5 separate regions of the Mus musculus genome follow, and all the other regions are linked to region 2. The links are chromatin contacts, called in public HiChIP or PLAC-seq and promoter capture Hi-C maps. All regions are on one chromosome and are shown on one strand. Each heading gives the region's core, a stretch centred on a gene start, on an enhancer-like site or on the middle of the called end of the contact. The rest is flanking DNA. Distances are from core to core; before and after follow the strand shown.

Region 1 (2,700 bases), core at 64-2,563, 290 kb after region 2:
TTTTGTTTTGTTTTGTTTTGTTTTGTTTTAAACCAATTCCAGGCAGACTGAGGCTGCTAACCTCAGGCCAGATCCTCACCTCCCTTCCTTCTCTGTCTGAGGTTCCTGGACCCTGACAAATTCTCAAAACTACCTGAGACCACAAGGCATTGCAAGCACCCCTACCCCGGCATACAAGGTCACAATGTGCCTCATTTGCAAGTAAGAAATCTGAGGTAAAGGACTTGAATTACCCCAAACCACAGACCTGGGTCTCTAGGTTCCCAGTCTTGCAGTTCTCCTGGGTGGTCCCTCCCTTAAACCGATAGTCCCACTGCCCATCAGAGCAGTTGGAGAAGTGGGGTTGTCTGGAGGTAGAGGTATCCAACCCCAAGAGAGGGCCAGCCCTCACAAAGTTCCAAGGAAAACAAATTTGATTGCGTGGGTGCATCAAAATTAGCACCAAGTGAGGAAGAAGTAGGGAGTATGGTTAGACTTTCAGCCTCAAACACACAATCACAGTCCACCAAAAGGCAGTAAATACAGATGCACTCCAGTGTTCCTCGGATGGAGTGCACACATCTCCTCCTCCTAGCCAAAGTGCCCAGAAATAACCACATGAGAATTTAACTTCCGCCGCGCGACAAACAACCTAAAGGAACCCGGAGCCCCATTCGAGCTACGATCCGCTAGGCACTGAGGTACTCCACGAACGTACGCCAGTATAACCTATCCGTACCAGAACCTACCAGAGACTTTCGCTCCTTCCTTTCAGCTACCGTGGCTGTTCTGGCCACGCCTGCCTTCTTTAACTGGGCTCTGGGACCAAATGGACTGACCAGGCCTTGCCCTAGGGACGGCCTGAAAGAAGGACTCGACAAAACCATCACTGAGACAGAGCTTGTGTCTAGGATGCTCAAGGGAGGCAGAGCTGAGTCTTTGGGGCTAAGCAGCACCAGAGCTGGAAACAGCAGGCAAGCCAATGCGGAGAGGGGCGTAACAGGTTCCAAGACGCAAAGCCCTCGGGAACCGTGACGGCGCCGCTGCCCTGAGTCACAAGTCGAGTGGCGGGACAAGCCCTCTCCCCGAGCGGGGAGTCCCACCTCCTCAAAGCCAGTCATCCCCGAGCCCCCAGGGACGCACTCACAAGCCGGCACTAGCTCCAGGAAGAGCGCCTTTTGCGTGCGGTCCCGATGCCGCAGCTGCCGCACGATGTGGCGCTTCCAGACAGCGGCGGGCGCGCAGGGATCGCAGGGGGCGCCAGGTCCTGCCATGGCCGCCGAGTCCCTAGCGGCCGCGCAAAGCTCCAGCCCGAGCAGGGGGGCGGAGCCTCCCGGGGACTCCATGACGTCAGGGCGGCAGCAGCGGGGAATCCCCGGGCTGTACCAAGCGCTTTTGTCGGGGAGATCTGGACACCTCAAAGCAGGTGCTGCTGCGGCCCAGCAAAAACCCTCAGTCCCAGAGGTGTGCGTTTCTGTCCCGGAGTAAGCAGCAGGGATTGAAGCCTCCCTGTCGCCTGTGGGCGCGTCCAGGGCGGGGCCTCAAGGTCGCCTTCCTTAACCTCTTGGTGCCTGGACCAGTGTCAGAAGCTGAGGATGCAGAACTCACTAAGTTACCCCGGAAGGGGAGACCCTACCACCAGGGGCTGTACAGAGACAAGCACCAGGCACAAGCAGTCTAAGAGAGAAGACTGCCTGAAGGAGCCCCACTGTCACCTACAAGGTGACAGTTGAGTGGGGGTTTATGAAGGACCAACTAAGACCGTTACCCAGAGGGAGCGGAGACAAAAGGACTCTTAAGCTCTGGAAAGAACAAGTAGACATGGTCTGATGACATGAAAATTTCCAATGCAGGCGGGCGTTGGGAGTAGCTCAGCGATAGGGTTTTTGCTAACCCTGCGCGGGGGCCTAGATTCAAGGTCCAGCGCTTCAGAGTTGTTAGGACAGGACGCAGAACTGTCCGTGGGAGGAGCAAGATTTAGAGGTCCAGTTGGTAGCAAAATTTAGGGCTCTAAGAAAAGACTCCGTTTATCTGGAAAACCCCAGGCTCAGAGGAGAGAAGAGGCTTCCTCGTTTGCAGCTGTGTGTAGTAGGGAGCTGAGCTAGCCAGCAACCCAGAGTTCTAACTCAGGGCCTATCTGCTGCCTCTCTTGGACAGCACAGACATCTCTTGTGGGTACATTTGACAGTGAATCTGGGCTCACGGGGAATTGTAATGAAATTGTCTCTAGCAAAGAATTCTGCAGATACAGGCTGTGGTAAAGAATGACAGGAGAGGGCTGGTGAGATGGCTCAGTGGGTAAGAGCACCCGACTGCTTTTCTGAAGATCCGAAGTTCAAATCCCAGCAACCACATGGTGGCTCACAACCACCCGTAATGAGATCTGACTCCCTCTTCTGGAGTGTCTGAAGACAGCTACAGTGTACTTACATATAATAAATAAATAAATCTTTAAAAAAAAAAAAAAAGAATGACAGGAGAGACTCAGTGGGCCTAGCCTTACAATATGACATACTGAGGAAGGTTCAGCTTCAAGCCCTGTTTTTAGCTAGGGAAGGCAGACCTGGTTATCCCTAAGAAATAAACCGATGGGAGGGAAAAGGCAATATCAGGAAGCCCTCTAGGCCCTGCAGGGGACAAGCCTTGAGATACTGGGGTCTCAAGTTGGGGGTCTGTTACAGGACTTGAAAAACAGTAAAGGCAAGTGACACCCCAGGGGAA
Region 2 (2,700 bases), core at 196-2,695:
TCCAAGCCTCTATTTTCTGATCTACAAAATAAAGGCAATAGTTCCTTTCTCATGGGGCCTTTAGGAGGAAAAGATGAGGGATTCTTATAAACTGTAACAAGTAACAGTTCAACAACATTCCAATAGTAGCATAAGCACTTCTCATTAAGAAGAAAGACTACAGCCAGGAAATTAAAGAACTCCTGGTGTCACCCATGAGGCCTTGGTGACATCCTCACATGCTCATCTGGTGCCTGGGGTAGGTGGGCAAAAGGGATCCCGGAAAGGCCACAACCTCACTCTGCATCTGGGCAGCCATTTCTGAGGATTACCCAGTATGCCAACCTGCCCATGTCCTCAAAACTCTGGAGTATCCAAAGCATGGAAAAGGAGAGGGGCAGACCTCCGCAGCAGGGCTTGTCCCCAGCCCTCATGCAGGACCCACACTGGCAGCAGTGTAGAGTCTGTTCAGAGACTCTCCTTCCTCCCACTCCCACCCACAGATAATTGCCACTTCCCTGCCGCCCCAGCCTGATCTTCAAAAGCCACTATTCCAAACTTGATCCAAAACAAGGCTGCTGACCCAGGGACTCTAGGGATGCCATTCTGAGCACAGCAGTCACCTAGCCCTATAAATCTCCAAACTGGAAAGGCTAGTTCCCAGAAGGATCTACACTTGGGTCTAGCTCCTGGAGATCAGTAACACACACACACACACACACACACACACACACACACACACACACACTGTAGCCCTAGTGAGGTGAACACTGTCTTTCTTCTGCCTGACCCTTCATACAGCACCACCTGCCCGATTAAAAGTTTCCAGACAGATCAAAGTCTTAACTGTCCTTATATGAAATTGCACTAGCAACCCACATTCCCACCCCACCGCACCCCCCACTCCCAACCCCACAACCCCGCCGCTGCTGCCACTGCCTCCGGTTCCTCACTGACACCTCACTGACACCGAGTGAGCTACCCAGACTGACTCTGGGGAGAGTTAAGAGTCCAAGCGCAAGAAGTCTCCAGGATTCCCAGGTCTCTTAGCCCACAGACTTACGCCCCAGGGGTACACACAGACTAAGTTCAGTCACTCACACCCTAAGGGTGTGCGCATTTGCCCACTAACACACAGATTCCCCCAGTATGCTGGTAAACACACCAAGATGACACTCACCGAGATCACGCTCTAGAGGAAACAAAGTTCATCAGCGCACCGGCAGCCGGCTCTCACCGCCCAGTTTTGCGCAGTACAAGGGCTGGGAGCCCGAGCCCTCGGGACAGTCACGTAATGGGCTCTCCCTGTTTGGCGCTGACTCGACCGGCGCTCCCGTCCCCAGGCCTCACTTGGCGACCTCTCTTGGTGTCCGCTCCCCTCTAGGAAGCACCTCTCACCTCCCCGCTGCGCTGGTCCCCTCCAAGGGCTGCCGCCGCTGTTCCTGGTGCCCGAGTCCCATGCCGAGTGGCGCAGGGTCCCACGTGCCTGGAAGCGCCGCGGTCCCCGCCCTACTCCGCCCCGCTCCGCACCCCATAGCCTGGCTGTGAGCAGGAGGGCGGGGCAGACTCTGGGCAGACGCCGGAGCCGCCCCCAACCCTTCTAAACAGATGCTTCCAGTCTGCCACCCGCTTGGGGACGCGGTCGGTCAGTGTCGCCGCCGGTCAGCGTGTCCGCCACGGCTGTTGAGCAAGGAGAGGCGGAAGGCGACCGTCCTGGCTGAGCAGAGGTCACCTGCTTAGCTCACCGATTTTCAGCGACGCCCAAGTTTTACAAGGTTTGCTTTGTGCTGGCCTGGCTCCTGTCACTGCCCACCGATGGACCTTTATACTGACCCTCAGCCTTCCCTCCGCTGCTGCCCCATCCCGCGTCACTTACGGATGGACAGATGGATGTGCTTTCAGACTGCTGGTACCAGCAGAAATCTTTGCCGGCTTCACCACCTCCGTCTGCTTTTGCTCTTCGTTCAGGTCACTAACGGGTCCATGAAGTCCTGGTTTAGTTTGATCTCTCATCTTGAACTGCCTCAATTCTTCTCTCTGGCCTGCTCTGAAGACTTTCTGTAGTCACAAACCCCATTCCTGTCCTAGTTTGAGCTCAAAAAGGCAAGGACCACACCAGCCACCTCACTGCTGTCCTGTGAAGGGGTGGATGAATGAGAGGGTGTCTGCCCCCTCCCATTTCTGACTCAGGCATCTGTTAGTATAAGTTCTAGGCCACCTTTAGCACTGTAAGACACATTTTCTGCGAAATGAAGCCAGTCCTTCCATGATCCTACTTTTCGTGTCCATCCAGGGAGTCTTGGGGTGGCCAAATAAACGGACAAGTTCAGAACAAGCCTTTTCCTATGGTGAGGAGTTTGCTCTCTGCCCAAGGGCTGTAGACTTTGTTAGTTGTGTATCCGCTGACTAAAGTCCCATTCGCAGCCCCTGGAGGGGTCCAGAAAGGGTCCGATCTGCAGCCCTGTCCAGAGTGAGAAGGGTGAATACACAGAGCTGGGTGGCTGAGCCTCTCTGCAGCCTCCTGGGGCCTTTGAGCAGACACAAAGGCTCCTTGTCTAACCTCTGCTGGCTATGGGAGCTGGTGCAGGCAGCTTCCAGAAATCTAGATCTCTCCACAGCCACCCTTGTGGCTTTAGGGTCCTCGTGTGAGGGAAGTCTTTCTGGTTATTGAAATCCCAGCGGATTTCCTTTTCCTGATCTCCCTTCTGAGCCGTCAGGTCT
Region 3 (2,700 bases), core at 189-2,688, 440 kb after region 2:
GGTCAATAATCAGGGTTGAACTGTGGAAGGTCTGTAATGCCAAGTGAGAGATTTAGGTTTTATGGTGCTCGTGGTAGAGACCCCCACTAAGGATGTTTGAGCACTGGAAGCTGTAAGCTCAGCTAGGAGGGGGAAAAATCCTTGTGTGGAAGATCACCCCTTGAGCTACTGGGACAGCTAGGACACTTCCAAGCCTGTGCCAGGTGCTGGGACCGTGTCCAGCACTGGGCTCAGTGACTCAACACTGGGGAAATTGCTCCCCAGGGGGAAAGGGCCCAAATGAATCACATCTATGAGGCAAGGAGCAGGGGGCTCACTGAGTCACCTTCCAAGGGCTGGGGGGAGAGGGAAGTACAGGAAGAGGGGCAGTAGCGCAGAAAGGAGAACCAGGGAAAGTCACAGTGAGGGCTGTCAGGAGTCTGTCTGTCTCACCATCATTCCAAGTTTTTGTCTTCTGGCAGCCCTGTGGGACAACTGACACCCAATGGGAAGGGGATCAAGCTAAAGTTACACTGGCAAAATCCAGGAAGACCCAAATTCACCATTTGATATAGACTCGTCCTGTGCCTTAGCCCATCTTATAGCAAGCAGAGGCTAGAAAACAGGTTGGTCCAGGCAAGGGGTTTGACCCAAGTTACACAAATGTCCCCTCATCCCTCCAGCCATCCCCTACTGGGGTCAGGGTGCACCTTTGCGATAGAACACCAGGGGGCGCAGGAGCGTCACGGCTGCTGCAAGTGCCTGAGCACAGAGGCGGCTCTGCAGAGAAATGCGCTCCCAGCTCTCGGGGTCCCACCGCGGAACTGCGGACTAGATGGCCCTGGGGCTTGCACCCTTTTCAGCCTCCTGGGACGCCGATGAAGGCCTATCTGGTAGCCTTAGGAACCCAGTGCTCTCACCCCACATTTGGGAACGGTGCGCCTGTGTGTGTCAGGGCGCACGTGTCTCCTTCACAGATCTGCTACCGCTTCAGGGCTCGTCCCATTTTGGAGCGACCTCTAAATTTCTCCCTCACTTTCCTCTACCCTCTGTACTGGAAGGAGTGAAAGGACCTCGGGGCTCCCGGACTGTGGCCGCGGCCCCTCTCCCCGCACTGCGCTGGACTCGGCCTCGGGGTTCTGGCCGGGCTACTGAAGTCCAAGTGATGGGGAGAGAATGTGGTGCGACAGTGCGCGGGACTCTGGGAGGGGCCCTACCACATAGGAGGAGTGACAATGGGATAAGCGGAAGGCAGCGAAGGCTGAGAGGCGACCGAGGAGTGGGAGCCCTCGTAGCCGACCCGCTGCAGGAGACTTGAGAGGGTGAAGGCCTGGCAGGGAGCAAGCCGGCCGGGATCGGGTGGGGTCCGATCTTTGGAAGGCGTTGAAGTGCTGTCCCCGGTAGCAGAAACGTAGGCGGGGCCTGGAGGCCTGGGGCGGGACGGGGGCGGGGGCGGGGCGGGACCAGGGCGGACCCTCGCGCGGACCGGCGAAGCTGTTGCGGACGCGCTGACCGAGTGCAGCGGGCCGGGCTGGAGGGGCGGGCGGGCGGCTGCGAGCATGGTCCTGGTGTTGCACCACATCCTCATCGCTGTTGTCCAATTCCTCAGGCGGGGCCAGCAGGTCTTCCTCAAGCCGGACGAGCCGCCGCCGCAGCCATGCGCCGACAGCCTGCAGGTAGGAGGCCCCCCCCCCCCCCATTCTGGGTAACAGGGAGAAGCGGGTGTCCAGGGAGAGCCCGGTGAGGGCCCGGTCTTCTGAAGAGCTTGCAGTCGTCTGCCCCACGGTCTACTCTCTCCTGAACCTTCCTTTAAGAGGGGACCCTTCCCTTAGTTTGGAACCCGTCTTGTACTGAATGGGACTGCAGCCATACCCAGAGGGGGTCCTTGATTCTTCGGCTCATAGTTCAAATGCCCCTCCAGATTCTGACTCTGCTTCGCATCTAGAACTCCTCCATCCCAAGCCCCGAAGTCCTAATCCTCGTTGCCCCCCTCAGCCACATTAACAGCTCTGTATAAACCCGGAGTTCCCTCCTCCCAGGTTAGTCCCACTCCCCTCTCAAACCTCTGGCTCTCTACTGTACATATCAGATTCCAGGCACACCCATATCCCCTAAGCCCCTGGCTGCAGAGAACTTTACCTCATAAGTAGGACCTCACCCCCAAACCTCTATCTTCTATTTTATAAAGTCTTACTCCCCATCCTTACTAATCATCTAGATTCTAGTCACCATCTTCCACCCAACCCAAGGGTCCAACCCCCTTTTAAAACCCAGATTCTCTCTTCTCCTCTGCCAGACTGCCCCCTCCCAGTCCTCATCTTTTACACAGACCTCCAGTCTCCTCCTGTTGCCTCCCAGCCTCTAGATGTGATAGTCCCATATCATTCTTCCAGTTCCCAAATTTCTGAGTGCATCATCCTTTGGCCCCTCTGCTGTTCTCTTGTTTAGTGTGTTGCTCCAGGCTGCCTACCTCTCCTGGTCTGTTCAGCCCTTCAGTTTCTGTAGGTCTCTATCTTTGTGCTAGGGTCTTTCTGTGACCATGCCTTCCCTACATGTCTGCCTCTACTTTGGGTCGTGGGGGAACCGGCTCAGAAGACAGGGCTGGAGCCTCTAGGACCTCCACCTGTGCCTGTGTTCTCAGGTATGGCATAGGATGGACTCAAGTCCAAGGGCTTAAACATGGAGAACGTTGCCCTCAGGGTGCCCAAAATATATGGTGGG
Region 4 (2,700 bases), core at 118-2,617, 310 kb after region 2:
TTGTTGCCTGTGCTGGTTTTGAACGGAATATGCAGCCCAGGGAAAGCCTTAAACTTTGGGTCTTCCTCCCCAGTCTCCTGAGTAGCTGGGATTATAGGTCTGTGCTACCACATCCAGTTTCCTGCTTATTTTAAAAGTGGGCATGATTTACAAAGATCTCAGAGCCCTGAGCACTTCAGGGAAAAAAAAAAAAAAGCACATCTATTTGTGAACCTACAGTGCTGAGTCTGCGGTTTTCTTTTAACACCTGTAAGAAAAGAAATCTACATGGTGGAGATAAGAGGTGACTTCTGAGGGACCAGGGGGAGAATGCAGAGGGCACAGAAGGAGCCTGGGTGGCAGAGGCTTGGTACTCTGGCACTGGTGGGAATAGCCATTAGCAGACTCTGGTACTACTAGGTCAGTGGTAGTCACTTATTGCTCCTAATATCCAGAGGAGCACACCAAAGGCTTTCCCTGCTCGTCTCTGGCCCAGACAGTGACAAGACTGCCATGCTCATACTGGCCTGGCCCTAGCTTTCACTGGGTAGATGGGACAGGGCTCCCAGAATGGAAGAGTAGGCAGAAGAGTTAGTGGACAGAATTTACATCAGGCTACAGAGTAGAGCTCTGGTCCACTCTATTCTACAGAGGGGTGGAGGGGGCCTGTGCTCCAGTGTTCTGCAGCCCTGTGCTTTTGAGAACTGGTCTTCGCCTAGGGGAGGTGTGGGTAAATGGCTGAGAGCTAAAGAGGGGTGGGTTTGGAAGCTGCCAAATAGGGATGTAAGAGGTTGCTGGCTCAGGACCTCTCTCTGGCCAGAGTGAGGCTGAAGTGGAAATTTTGCCAAATTCTGGCCAGCCTTTGAACCTTGAGCCTTTAAAGTCGGATCAACTTCCGGCTGGGTTTGCACACCCTACTGGAAAATTGAGTTGGGTGTGTGGAGGAGGCTTGTTATGCTCTTGGTTCTTGGGGCTTGCAGGCTGTCGCCATTTCTAATTTAGTTACTGAGGGGCTGTCATCCCTATTCCTGCTAGTTAGTCTTTCAATTGTCATGAGGGTGTGTGCCCACCCTTGAATCTCTGAAGTGTTGTGTGTGTGAATAAGCTGTTGCAGAAGCGTGTACCTGCAAGGGTGGGAGCGAAGAGTAGAGAAGAGGCTCTCAGTTAACTTCCAGAATCTCTCTTGGCACCTCAACCTTACTCTGAGAGCCCAGGCTACTTTGTTACTTCGCTATGTGGTTCCTGCTCACAGGTCCCCGGTCCTCTGATAGTCTACATCTCTCCCCGGACTTTGCCCCTTCCCCGGGGCTTACGGGGGCGGGCGCTAGGACCCGGCGGGGCGGGGCGGGGCGGGGCTCGGTGCTCCCGCAGTTCTTACCTCCGCAGCCTGGAAAATACCGAGCGAGGCGAGCGGAGCCCGGGAGCCCCGAGCCTAGCGGGAGGGAGGAGGGCGGAGGGGGCGCGCGGGGCGGGGGGCGCGGAGCGGGGCGGGGCCGGCGGCGGGACCCACTGCTCCTCCCCCCAGGGTCCCCGCGCGGCCCCCGGTCGCCCGGGCAGCGGAGGCAGCGGCGGCGGCGGAAGAGCTCGCACACCGGCCCCGGCGGGCCCCGGCAGAGAAGCCCGCACAGGTGAGACTCCGCCACCACACCCGCCCCCACCACGGCCCCGCGCGGCTTGCTGCTGAGTTAGTTGTGCGAGTCCGGCCAGCACCGCGCGAGGACTCCGTGCCAGACCCGCACTTGCGATCCCCCAGAGTCCCGCCCGGCTCTCGCGGGCTCCTGCACCCGCTACGCAGCAATCCTACTGCCGCTCCAGGGAAGTATGAGGTCGCTCCTTGTGGGAGGGTGGCCCAAGTGACTGTCCTGTGCCGGTGCACAACCGCCTGGGGCCAGTACCTGCCCTTTTCAAGCTGTCCGCTGGTCCGGGACCCCGGCTAGCCCCACCCGCGCCCCCAGCGCACTGACTCTGGTCCCCAAACCGGTCTTGCAGGTCCCAGGAAGGTGGCGTCAGCATCTGCAGCCGCGTCGACGTTGTCTGAGCCTCCGCGGAGGACCCAGGAGAGTCGGACTAGGACCAGGGCCCCGGGCCTCCCCACGCTCCCTATGGAAAAGCCAGCTGCCTCAACAGAACCCCAAGGGTCTCGGCCCGCCTTGGGCCGTGAAAGTGTCCAGGTGCCCGATGACCAGGACTTCCGCAGTTTCCGGTCAGAGTGTGAGGCCGAGGTGGGCTGGAACCTGACCTACAGCAAGGCCGGCGTGTCTGTGTGGGTGCAGGCTGTGGAGATGGATCGAACTCTGCACAAGATCAAGGTAGGATTGCCCTGTGGTACCTGCAGCCTCCACTCCTCCCGAACTGTCTCTCACAGGAATCTCCTCGCCCATACTCAGACCAGGGACCCATAGAGGGGTGCATGTGAGCTCAGAGTCTCCTAATATAAACCAGAGGACACACATGGGCCATATGACCCGGGTTCTAACCTAGGCATGCCTGTGTGTTTGGGAGATGGGTGATGGCCAGGTACACTTAGGGGAATAGTGTCTCTCAAAGGTCTGTCTTTCAGAGTAGCTTCTGCTTGGACCCTTAGTTTGACCCACTAGGTAGGTGAACGGCCCACTTCCTCCTTCACCCGGGGTTCTCTAGCCCGCGATGGGTCTTCTGCTCTACTTTCTGCACTCTTGGGTGCAGAGGATGAGATTCCTTCCTTCTCAATTCCTCTAGTCC
Region 5 (2,700 bases), core at 50-2,549, 490 kb after region 2:
TAACGGGCTTCGGAGTGTGGTGAGAGCTAGGGAAGAGGCACACTGCCCCTCCTCACTGTTCCTTCATCTCTGCAGGACGATGTGCAACAGCTGCAAAACATGTTGGGTTGTGAGCTGCAGGCTATGCTGTGTGTCCCTGTCATCAGCCGAGCCACTGACCAGGTGGTGGCCCTGGCTTGCGCCTTCAACAAGCTTGGAGGAGATTTGTGAGTTTGAGAGTGGGGGTGTCATGGCACTATGGCAATAGCCCCAGGTTCTAGGGGGTCTGAAGTGGGAGGATCACGGGAGCCTAGAAGTTCCAGGCCAGCCTGAGCAACATGTACATAAGCCTGCCTCAAATAAACAGTGGCCTGAGGAGGAACCCACATTTTGGTCTGAGGGCAGTCAGAGCTTTCCCTAGAGCTCTGTGCCTGAAGGGGGAGAAGGCATGGTGTGTAGTCCCAGTGTGAAGAGTTTCATTAGCTGGCAGATAGGAGCTTCCTGGTAGCATGCAGGAAAGGAGAAAGGGGCCGAGAAGGCCATCTTCCCTGTCCTCTCTGCTGACCCCCAGCCCGACTTCCAGCTTCACAGATGAGGATGAACACGTGATCCAACACTGCTTCCACTACACAGGCACGGTGCTCACCAGCACCTTGGCCTTCCAGAAGGAGCAGAAGCTCAAGTGTGAGTGCCAGGTGAGTGCCTGCCTTGAGCTTTTCCCAAGAACCTGCGCGCGCCAGCCCCAGAAGGCTATCCACGAGGGTGATGCTGCCTGGGTTATCTAGGCCAGTGGCAGCACTGTGGCTGGGTAACCTAGTGACCTGGAAGTCCCTTAAAGAGAGAGAGGTCAGTATTTCCCTGGGCTCTAGGCATTGTCTGTGATTGCCCTCTAGTGTCTAACACGGGCACTACCACAACATCTGGGCAGCCAGAGGCAAAGGTGGCAGCCGTTTGAGACCCAAGAACTTCACTATTCTTCCCCAGCTCCTTCACTTAGTACCCAAAGGGTTTCATTAGGCACGTCAGTTGCCAGCCTGCTCTAGGAGCACTTGGGAAGGGATGAGAACATCCCGGGCCATCTTTACGATCTTCACTTCCTCCTTCCCAGGCTCTTCTCCAAGTGGCAAAGAACCTCTTCACCCACCTGGGTGAGTGATGTGTCTCCCACACAAGGCGTTTGGGGAGGAGGAGATGTGGAAGAGATGCTTGCCTGGCATTCCTCAGGTCTCACGTGCTTCTCCTTCCCCCTCCTCCAGATGATGTCTCTGTCCTGCTACAGGAGATCATCACGGAAGCCAGAAACCTCAGCAACGCAGAGATGTGAGCAGAAGTGGGGTGGTGCGGGAGGGGAAGTCTCAGCCCTCACCGCCTCTGCCCCCTCCCTACCTTCTTATCTGACATTTCCTTCTGCCTGGGCCCTTGTTTCAGCCAGGACAGCGCTAACTTTGCTTGCCATGGGTTTCTATGAAACCTAGTAGGAATTTAAAACAATACAATACAAAACAAATAAAAGGCAGATGGAGAGATGTTTGGAATTGTCCAGCTCCGAGGAGAGTGTCTCACTTTAGGACACTTTCCAGGGTCTCAGTAATCGCTACACTAGCCATATGTGGTGGTTCGAGAGGCGTCAGAACCCCACGAACCAACCTCTTCTCTCCACAGCTGCTCGGTGTTCCTGCTGGATCAGAACGAGCTGGTGGCCAAGGTGTTCGATGGTGGCGTTGTGGACGATGAGGTGAGGGAGTATGGAGGGTGTCCGGGAGTAAGCAAGAGGACCTGGGGGAAAAGCCACATTTGAAAAGTGTCTATACGGCAGGCTAACTTCTTGCTTTCTATTCCATCCCTGTTTGGGCAGAGTTATGAGATCCGCATCCCGGCGGACCAAGGCATCGCGGGCCACGTGGCGACTACGGGCCAGATCCTGAACATCCCAGATGCATATGCCCATCCGCTTTTCTATCGCGGCGTAGATGACAGCACTGGCTTCCGCACGCGCAACATTCTCTGCTTCCCTATCAAGAACGAGAACCAGGGTGCCGACTCGTGGTGGCCAGGGGCGGGGCCTGAAGGGGCTGTACGGGGGTGGAGCCGGGGCGGGGACTAGGGGAAAGTGGTTCTAGGGTCGGAACCTAAAGAGCCAGGGATTGTCTAGTCTTGAGCCATTTCTTCCAGAGGAGTTAGGAGAAGGCAGGTCTCACTGGACCCCTTCACCAGCGATTCCCATTTTCTCTCTCTTCCCAGAGGTCATTGGTGTGGCTGAGCTAGTGAACAAGATCAATGGGCCATGGTTCAGCAAGTTTGATGAGGACCTGGCCACAGCCTTCTCCATCTACTGTGGCATCAGCATCGCCCACGTGAGGGAGCGCTACTGGGGCGGGGAGGGTGTCCTTCTTCTATCCCCCACATCTGCTTTCTTCGCTCTGGCCTGTCTATGCTCAGGGCTCCGATCCCAGCGAGCGGGATGCTATGCAGCCCGCCATACATGCTGGCTGCCTCTAGTCGTTCAGCATGCAAAGCTGGGGATACTATTTCTGGTCCTGTCCAACCAGCTTCTGAGGATCATGAAAGAGAAAGGAAAAGAAACAAAACAAATCAAAACCCCACCTAGTTCTGCTGGGCTAGATGGGTATATATATGGTAGTACGTGATAGTATGGGCCTATAACCTTAGGATTTGAGAGGGAGTAGCAGGAGGGTGGAGTTCAAAACCTTGGCTACCTAG

What was found. HiChIP or PLAC-seq counts read pairs in DNA pulled down with a chosen protein or histone mark. Capture Hi-C pulls out chosen DNA fragments and counts their contacts.
Region 1: a promoter capture Hi-C map of adipose tissue shows a contact between it and region 2, with 5 times the contacts expected there. The contact joins the promoter of Atg16l2 here to the promoter of P2ry2 in region 2. A contact is called at or near these places in 7 of 39 promoter capture datasets (the C10 cell line, embryonic stem cells, liver and 3 more), 1 of 15 datasets of contacts at CTCF or cohesin (large pre-B cells), 2 of 484 Hi-C or Micro-C datasets (bone marrow-derived macrophages and liver), 21 of 115 datasets of contacts at active chromatin or transcription factors (the 230-238 cell line, the HPC-7 cell line, bone marrow-derived macrophages and 12 more) and 5 of 9 other capture datasets (adipose tissue, embryonic stem cells, embryonic tail and 2 more).
Region 3: a contact with region 2 is called in an H3K4me3 HiChIP or PLAC-seq map of embryonic stem cells, with 4 times the contacts expected there. The contact joins the promoter of Pde2a here to the promoter of P2ry2 in region 2. A contact is called at or near these places in 1 of 39 promoter capture datasets (stem cell-derived epiblast-like cells), 4 of 115 datasets of contacts at active chromatin or transcription factors (bone marrow-derived macrophages, embryonic stem cells and pancreatic cancer cells) and 3 of 9 other capture datasets (adipose tissue, embryonic stem cells and pancreatic islet).
Region 4: an H3K4me3 HiChIP or PLAC-seq map of bone marrow-derived macrophages shows a contact between it and region 2, with 3 times the contacts expected there. The contact joins the promoter of Stard10 here to the promoter of P2ry2 in region 2. A contact is called at or near these places in 4 of 39 promoter capture datasets (Sertoli cells, embryonic stem cells, neural stem cells and 1 more), 3 of 484 Hi-C or Micro-C datasets (Sertoli cells, bone marrow-derived macrophages and nephron progenitors), 19 of 115 datasets of contacts at active chromatin or transcription factors (the 230-238 cell line, the HPC-7 cell line, bone marrow-derived macrophages and 12 more) and 3 of 9 other capture datasets (adipose tissue, embryonic stem cells and macrophages).
Region 5: a contact with region 2 is called in an H3K4me3 HiChIP or PLAC-seq map of bone marrow-derived macrophages, with 3 times the contacts expected there. The contact joins the enhancer-like site here to the promoter of P2ry2 in region 2. A contact is called at or near these places in 7 of 39 promoter capture datasets (the 3T3-L1 cell line, embryonic stem cells, liver and 2 more), 6 of 115 datasets of contacts at active chromatin or transcription factors (bone marrow-derived macrophages, embryonic stem cells, large pre-B cells and 1 more) and 2 of 9 other capture datasets (embryonic stem cells and liver).

The regions. Positions count from the first base shown.
Region 1 is chr7:101,300,775-101,303,474 of GRCm38.p6, forward strand. It overlaps Atg16l2 (autophagy related 16-like 2 (S. cerevisiae)), which reads right to left and starts at 1,314. Exons shown (of 18, transcript NM_001111111.1): 1 at 1,127-1,314. The coding sequence starts at 1,253.
Region 2 is chr7:101,010,553-101,013,252 of GRCm38.p6, forward strand. It overlaps P2ry2 (purinergic receptor P2Y, G-protein coupled 2), which reads right to left and starts at 1,446. Exons shown (of 3, transcript NM_008773.4): 1 at 1,160-1,446.
Region 3 is chr7:101,449,814-101,452,513 of GRCm38.p6, forward strand. It overlaps Pde2a (phosphodiesterase 2A, cGMP-stimulated), which reads left to right and starts at 1,439. Exons shown (of 30, transcript NM_001143849.2): 1 at 1,439-1,655. The coding sequence starts at 1,539.
Region 4 is chr7:101,319,746-101,322,445 of GRCm38.p6, forward strand. It overlaps Stard10 (START domain containing 10), which reads left to right and starts at 1,368. Exons shown (of 7, transcript NM_019990.5): 1 at 1,368-1,607; 2 at 1,969-2,288. The coding sequence starts at 2,082.
Region 5 is chr7:101,502,737-101,505,436 of GRCm38.p6, forward strand. It overlaps Pde2a (phosphodiesterase 2A, cGMP-stimulated), which reads left to right. Exons shown (of 30, transcript NM_001143849.2): 12 at 76-206; 13 at 563-674; 14 at 1,088-1,127; 15 at 1,236-1,299; 16 at 1,642-1,714; 17 at 1,835-2,012; 18 at 2,221-2,333. Among named protein-coding and RNA genes, the nearest start is that of Mir139, 29 kb to the left of the region's middle. Within about 2 kb of position 1,300, at least 37 of the 459 cell types and tissues checked have an H3K27ac peak or open chromatin away from gene starts, as enhancers often do. A contact at or near this core is called in bone marrow-derived macrophages, where this site is marked.